Regions from separate parts of the Rattus norvegicus genome. Here region 2 is linked to region 1. The links are chromatin contacts, called in public Hi-C maps. All regions are on one chromosome and are shown on one strand. The core of a region is the stretch at or near the end of the contact, and the rest is flanking DNA. Distances in the headings are between cores, read along the strand shown. Region 1 holds the start of Tdrd7 (tudor domain containing 7). Region 2 holds the start of Tstd2 (thiosulfate sulfurtransferase like domain containing 2).

What was found. Hi-C and Micro-C count contacts between places; a contact is called where the count stands out from the background.
Region 2: a contact with region 1 is called in a Hi-C map of liver, with 2.5 times the contacts expected there. The contact joins the promoter of Tstd2 here to the promoter of Tdrd7 in region 1. A contact is called at or near these places in 2 of 12 Hi-C or Micro-C datasets (Schwann cells and liver).

What each region holds. Positions count from the first base shown.
Region 1 is chr5:65,039,949-65,043,239 of GRCr8, reverse strand. It overlaps Tdrd7 (tudor domain containing 7), which reads right to left and starts at 1,924. Exons shown (of 18, transcript NM_138871.2): 1 at 1,648-1,924.
Region 2 is chr5:65,209,854-65,213,600 of GRCr8, reverse strand. It overlaps Tstd2 (thiosulfate sulfurtransferase like domain containing 2), which reads left to right and starts at 2,076. Exons shown (of 10, transcript NM_001108663.1): 1 at 2,076-2,261. Ncbp1 (nuclear cap binding protein subunit 1) reads right to left here and starts at 1,969. Exons shown (of 23, transcript NM_001014785.1): 1 at 1,867-1,969. The coding sequence starts at 1,900.

The sequences.
Region 1 (3,291 bases), core at 675-3,174:
TGGGCTCAGGAAAACAATGAAGCAGAGATAGGATGAAGAGAAGAAAAGGCAAGTTTGGCATAAAGAAAAAAGGCATGTTCATAGAAATAAGAAAGTCAGACTCATTCCAAGCAGCGAGAAACTCATGATGCATGATAGCATCCAGACATTTTTCTCTACATTAAAGTTTAGCTTTTGCTACTTATACTTGGTCAAAAAACAAAAAACAAAACAAAAAAAAAAAAACAGGCACTCAGAATGGAATTATAAAGTGTATTTTCTTTACACTCAACTATCTTAGAACACTTTAAAAAAAGAGCTGATCTTTCTAGGAGTTTTAAACTCAATGCAACACAATAGCTCACCCAGCCAGGCTCAAGTGGCGCATTTAAAAGGGTATTAGCAGGGATTACATTCCACTTCCAATCCACAGGGACTAAAATCTTAGAGCACTGCCAAGTGCTGCCTCATTGTCTTAGCAAAGAGAAAATCTAGCGAAGAAAAGGGACAAGGAGCTGTGCTCAACGGCCAGCATGGTATTTTGCATGTAACTGAAGCTCAACCACATCAGCTGGGTCTACACAGTGTGCCAACTTACCCTATATAAAGTTTTGTGTGTCCCTGCCCTCAAAAACCTTGAAATCCCAACCTGTAAAATATGAGGAGTTGAGGGAAAGAAAAAGTCACTTTGGACAATTATCACCATGAGCCAAAGATTTATCTTGTCTTGAAAACACTTCGAAGGGTAAGTTAGCTATTCCCATTTGGTACATGAGCAGGCTCAGGGACCAGGGGTGCAATTGATTCCCGATCTCACATTTAAGCTTTGAAGCTCAGATTCCAATACGTATCTGCAAAGGCCGCACTGTAGAATGCCACATTTTCATCCGCATCTTGGGAGCCGGTAAGAGATGGGGATTTAGTTCTAAATTACATTTCTGTCACTAAAGGCGTTTCCAGTCCCAAGAACACTTCCCTGCAAACGTCCATCTGCAGAGCTGAGGTTGAGAGCAACGCAAATAGTGGTTTTCTTGGTTGGTTTGTGGTGGTGGTATCAGAATCCTTTGGGGTTGGGTCTTAACATCTATACACACTCTCTCCCCTGCTCCCCAAAATGACTGGGGAGTGGTAGCCCTGGATATTAACAGAAATGTACCCTCAAGCGGATAGGAGAAGAAAAGCTGTCAGCTCCGACTTCCAAGACAACTTCTCTGTGAATGCTTGTTTCCTCCCCAGCGCTCACGGTTGACAGGAACGGCTACGTGTAGGTCCTGCCTGATGTGCGCGGCCTGCACCGGCCGGTCTCGAGAGCGGAGGCCGCCGCAGTGTGGCCCGCGGGGCTGGCACAACTGCGCAGAGCTCGGGTACCGCTGCCCAGCACGGGGGGAGGGGGGGGCCGAGGCCGGTTGCTCCTGACAGGGAGCCACTTCCTGCTCAGATCTGCGCGCCGCCCACGCCCCCCTCTGCATCTCCCGCTGCACAGTGGCCGGCTGGGTGGACGCCTGGCTCACGTCCCCGGGCGTCACGCACGACGCTCTGGAACCCCGCCGCGGCGGGGACGAGGCCCGGGCCTGAGGCGCCGCGCCCAGCCGCTGTCCTGCCCGTGCCCTGCCGCCCCGCAGCCCGCCCGGCGTCGCCCGCACCTGTCGCGCCCCGACCTGAGCTTACCTCGTCCCGGGGGCCCGCGGCCCACGCCCGCGCCTCTGGGCCCGGCTCCCTCCGCCACCTCCGCCAGGGCCCCGGACGCGGCCGCCGCCCACTTTCGGTTTCCCCAGCACGGCCTGAGCCGCGGCTTGGGAATCACCTAAAGCCCCGCCTTCTAGGCCACGCCCTGTCGCACCACGCCCCGCCCCTTAGCCGGCCGGCTCAGCTCTGCGCAGACGCAAGCACTGCGGCCACGGCCGCCCACTTCGAGTTCCGCGTGTAAGAGGGGAAACCGACGCCGCCTAGCGGTTTCTGCGCGTGCGCACGCCGGCCAGACGGCGGGGTGTGGGCTTCAGTCTCTTTCCACAAAGTTCATTCTCTTCAGCATGGCAATAGTTACTTTTCATTCTCCTAGTCAGTCGGTCTTCAGCTGTCTTCTAGGTCACTCTTTGGAGGAGGGTGACTACATTAAAATGCTTTGTCACGGATTCTTCACGCCTGTATAGCACTGCTCTAAAACTAAAGCTGTCTAAGGGCACTTCCCCGTATATAATAAGCATGAAATAAATACTTATCAAATTCTTTAATTCATTCTAAAAATGTTGAATAGCCGCTATTTATTCACTCCACGGTAATTCCACTAACATGTAATGCCTGCTTTTGCTGTCACACATCATGAAGATTTGGCATCATTCTGTATCTTTTTGCTGAGAGACTGCTGCCTCCTCAACCAACATTTTTTTTTTTTTTTTTACAGTTTGAGGTATACTCGCGGTACTATAAGCTGCACGATTCGAATGTACAGTTTCATGTATTTGGTATGCATACAACAGGGAAACGATCACAAATATTAGCATAACGAACATAGCCACACCCTCAAAGTTCTCTCTCTTTCTATAATGTTTACCTCATGCCCCACCTTTTAGTCCTGTTTACTCACTATAGAGCTGCTTACTTTTTCTGGGATTTTCTATAAATGTAATTATTCCATAGGTATTGTCATTAAGGGGGAGGGTCTGGCTTTCTTCACTCATCAGAATTCTATTGAGGTTTTTCTGTGTTGTTGCATACACTAGTAGTTTATAACCCTTGCTCACTGAGTTTCCACTCCCAGGTATTGACCTAAGAGAAAGGAAAGGGTTTATTCGTCATAGACCTGTAAAGGGATGTTTAAATCAGCTTTGCTTGCAATACCTAAAGACAGATAGCATAAACATCCTTTGGTGGTGAGTAGACAATTGACTGTTACAGACTCATAGGCGATGAATAGACTGGAAGGAGATCGTGAAAAGCCGCATATCCTGTGCTCAGAAGGTTCTGTCCTAAGGCTTTGACCAGGGGTGTTCTTTGAACACTGTTCTCTTTCATAACTTCACATCTGATCCCTGCCTAAAGCTGCCGAGGGGTCTCTGAAACAGAATTCTCTACAGTGCTTTTATTCTATTTCAGTCTGTTTCAGATGTCTTCCTCCCTACCCTGCCCGTTAAACTAAACGCAGCAGTGGCTTTCGCAGACCCAGAATGCAACTGTTCTCTATTTGGATTCTGCAATGCTCTGACATGCCCCGACTCCACATTCTGATGGGGGGTAAGGGTAAAAACAGCATCTGTGAACTGAGAGCATGCTGTGGGGATAGAAGTTAGGCAATGTTGAGTTCTATATATAAAA
Region 2 (3,747 bases), core at 827-3,326, 170 kb before region 1:
CAGAGTAGAGTTGACAATAACCAGAAATGCTTAGGTCTGGTTAACTTTGATTTCTTTAAAATTCCTAGCCACCTCTAAAAAAGTTGTCTATATATATATATGAACTGCAGACACTTCACTAAAAAGCAGCCCAATTATTTTTTATTTAGCTCACTAAACTGATTATTTAACTCTAAATAAAGTATATCTCCATATGTCTACAATTGGAGGAACTATAAACAGCCTCTCTACCACTAAATGATTTGCTATACTGAATTTCGATTAACAAATGCTTAATTGTATGTCACTTTGTTCTATCTACTCTCTAAGGTTTCTGTACCCAGACCCAACTGAAAAAATGATTCAGCCGCTAGCTGGTAAAAAAAAGCCAACACAACCAAAATTTGCAAGCCTTCTAAGCAAGCCATAAGAGGTTTTCTATATATTCATATTCTAATTCTCCAGTGACACCCTCACTTTAGGGGTAACCTGGAAGTGAGAGAAAAAATGGAGACAAGAGAATGGAAAGAACTAGGATGAAGACCAAGGACAAATTCTCTGATCCCAAGCAGATTAGTTCAGTAGTCAGATACAAAGCAGAGAAAAGCTGTATTCCCTGTGCTCTGTACATGAATTACATAAGAAGCCATCATGTTAAATACAAAAACAAAATCAGGCAAGCAGAGCAGCTATGCTGATGTGGTGGGAGTTCCGACTTGCTCTGATGTATCAGGGCATTCTCTCAGGTACTGCCTAGCAAAAACCTGGTGGTCCACTTTAAAACTATGTGTGATTCTACTTGGTTGTCTTAACATTCCAAGGAAGGAAGCTACCCAATTAATTTGGAGGGGGGGGGCGGCTTTTTTCTTAATGACGTCAACATTTATCTGTATCACCTTTGAGACATTGACAGTTGGTAAAACAAACAGCATCATGAACTACTTACTGGTGAGCACAGTATCTCATTTAGTCCTCGTAGAAATCAAAAGGCTTAGTATTGGAGGGCATATGACCATGACAAGATCACATAGTAAATAGCAGATGTCGAGCTTTGAACCTAAACCCTTGGGTTCTAAAGTTTTTTCTTGTCTTGATCATTTGGATCTAACATACATTTCAAAGAGGAATTCACTAATATCAACAGCTCCAAGTTTCACTTCTGGGTATGGCTGTGTCCTTGAGAGGCAATAATGGTGCAAAATTGAGCTTGGCAACAAAATTTATGGCAACACGACAACCTCCTTGCCCGCGACTATCAAAACTGACATGAGAATTACTAATATGCTCAGGTTAGTTCTCCTGCACTTTCTTACACAGGGAAATAGGCTTAAAGTCAATCCAGCAAAACAGCATGTGTCTGTTTATTAGTGACCTCTGAGGTGTTGGTATTCTTTCCCTGAAGCCTAAGAGGGAAATCAGAAGGTGGCAGGTAGAGGGGTAGGGTTCAGATTGCAATACATCCGATCTCTGTCATAGCTTTGTTCTTTTCCCGTCTTCCCAGGGTCCTTTCCAAGTGCACCCTGGAGGGTTAAAATGAAAACACTGGTCCACTAGATCCCCGCCACTAACTGACCCTAAGGGGCAGCAGCAGACACGTGCGTTTCCACGATCAGTAGTGAGGGATTAAGTCTTCAGTGTCGCCGGACTCCAGGTCGGGTTTGCCCACGGGGTACACCAGGCCTTCCTTCCCCGTGACTGAAGGAGATGGGGCAGCAGGGAGGCCGTCGCTTTCCTGAAGCCACTATCCACACCCGAGCCAGTCGCCTCCCTTCGGGGCTCCTCGAACCCTCCCGGGGAGAAAGGACTCCTATTTGTTCCCTAGAGACCGAGGGCAGTCCGGCCTCTCAACTCTCACCTGGGTGCGGTGGCCAGGCCCAGAGCACTCACCATCGTTCTCGTAGCTGTGCCGCCTCCGCGACATGCTGCTTGCTGATGCGCAGCGGATCTGAGTTGCGGGTCGCCTGCAACACCAGAACCGTCGGGCTGCCGGCCGGCCGGTGCGCGGTCAGTGGCGAGGCGCGCGGACTGAGCGGCGCGCAGGCGCACTCGCTCACGACGCCTGCCGGAAGCGCGAGCGGAGAGGCACCGGATGGGTTTCGCGGTGGAAGGCCGGCGTCTGCAAGTCCAAGCTCAGCCGCCTCCTCCGGCTTTCCACTCTGGGACCTTCCGGACGGCGAGCTAAATTATCCGGGCTGCAACGATCCCGCCTCAGCTTTGCACAGGCCCAGCAGTATTTTCCCGGCGGCCCCTGCGCCGACGACTTTGGAGACTTCCGGAGATAGGTGACGTTTCAGGGACTTTCTACGCACGCGCGAGCCGGGGGGGGGGCGTGGGCTCCAGGGCGGGGAGCAGCGCCAAGTTGGAGAAGGGAGACCCAGGAAAGGCCTAGGTATTGCGGGTACGTGTTCTCGCTTTTGCCGTCTGGCTGTAGACGTCTCGGGAAAACTGAGCGGGGAAGAAGGGCAAGCCACTCTCAGCGGTAGGGGAGCCAGGCCCGCCCGGCCGAGCCTGCTTACTGCCGTCCTACTGCTCACCTCTTCCAGCTGACGGGCGCCTCAGCTATTGATCGGTCTGCATCCAATTGTTCTTCTGTCCCTCTGCACGTGTACAGTATGTGGACGTTTCTGCCCTGTGATGGGCACCAAACTGCCTTGTCCGTGGTCTAGCCAAAACTTTTCCTTCAGTCTTACCTGTTACAGCAAATGGCCGTTTCTGTAGTTTGCTTAATCCATGAATTTAGGGAGGAATCATTAGACCCTTCACTTCCTGTTTTACAGTTTTTCCACTAACACTGCCTGCTGTACTTTCAAAGCAAGTTATAACCACTTATTCACTATGTTTAAAACCCTTCATGGACTTAAAAAAAATTCTATGTGTTTGTTCCTGGGTGTAAGTTGTACACCACCCTGGAACTGGAGTTTCTGACTGACATGTGAGATGGGAGGAGGAGAGTGGGCGAGAGTCGGGTGGGGTGGGGTGCTGAGTCCTGGGTCTTCTGCAAGAGCAGTAGGCACTCTTAACCAATGAGCCATCGTTCTGGCTCCTCCTCCTCCTCCTCCTCCTCCTCCTCCTCCTCCTCCTCCTCTTCTTCTTCTTCTTCTTCTTCTTCTCTCTCTCTCTCTCTCTCTCTCTCTCTCTCTCTCTCTCTCTTAGATTGTCTTTTATTTATTCTTTTCATTTATTTATTCATACATATAAGCAATCCATCTTTCCAGGAATTTCTATTGCAAATTCCAAACTATGGCTTCTTGGGTTCTGTACCCATCATTGTGTATAAACCACTATGTTCTTCTGATAAGTCCAGATTGTTCACATTTTGGGAATTAAGACTTATTTACTTTACCTGATGGTCTCTGCTGTGAACCTACATGACTGGCCATCGGATACCTACAGAGTTATTTCTGACTCTTCAACTTTTGCTTTATTTTATTCAACAAGTACTATATTGTATTAATTGACATTTGTTACCTTCTGTACACAAGATGGTGTTCAGGATATTGAAGCTGTGTGGTAAACAAAGGGGAGTTTCTTTTAGAAGCCGAAGCCCTAAATGGACCCCTCAGGAATGACCACAGGCACTGTAGTCTGATTGACTTAATAGCGAAGGGAGAGTGGTACAAGTTGTGATCAGAAGAGCAGGGACTGGGGCTGGGGATTTAGCTCAGTGGTAGAGCGGTTACCTAGGAAGTGCAAGGCCCTGGGTTCGGTCCCCAGCTCCGAAAAAAAGAACAACAACAACAACAACAACAAAAAAAAAAAAAAAAAAAA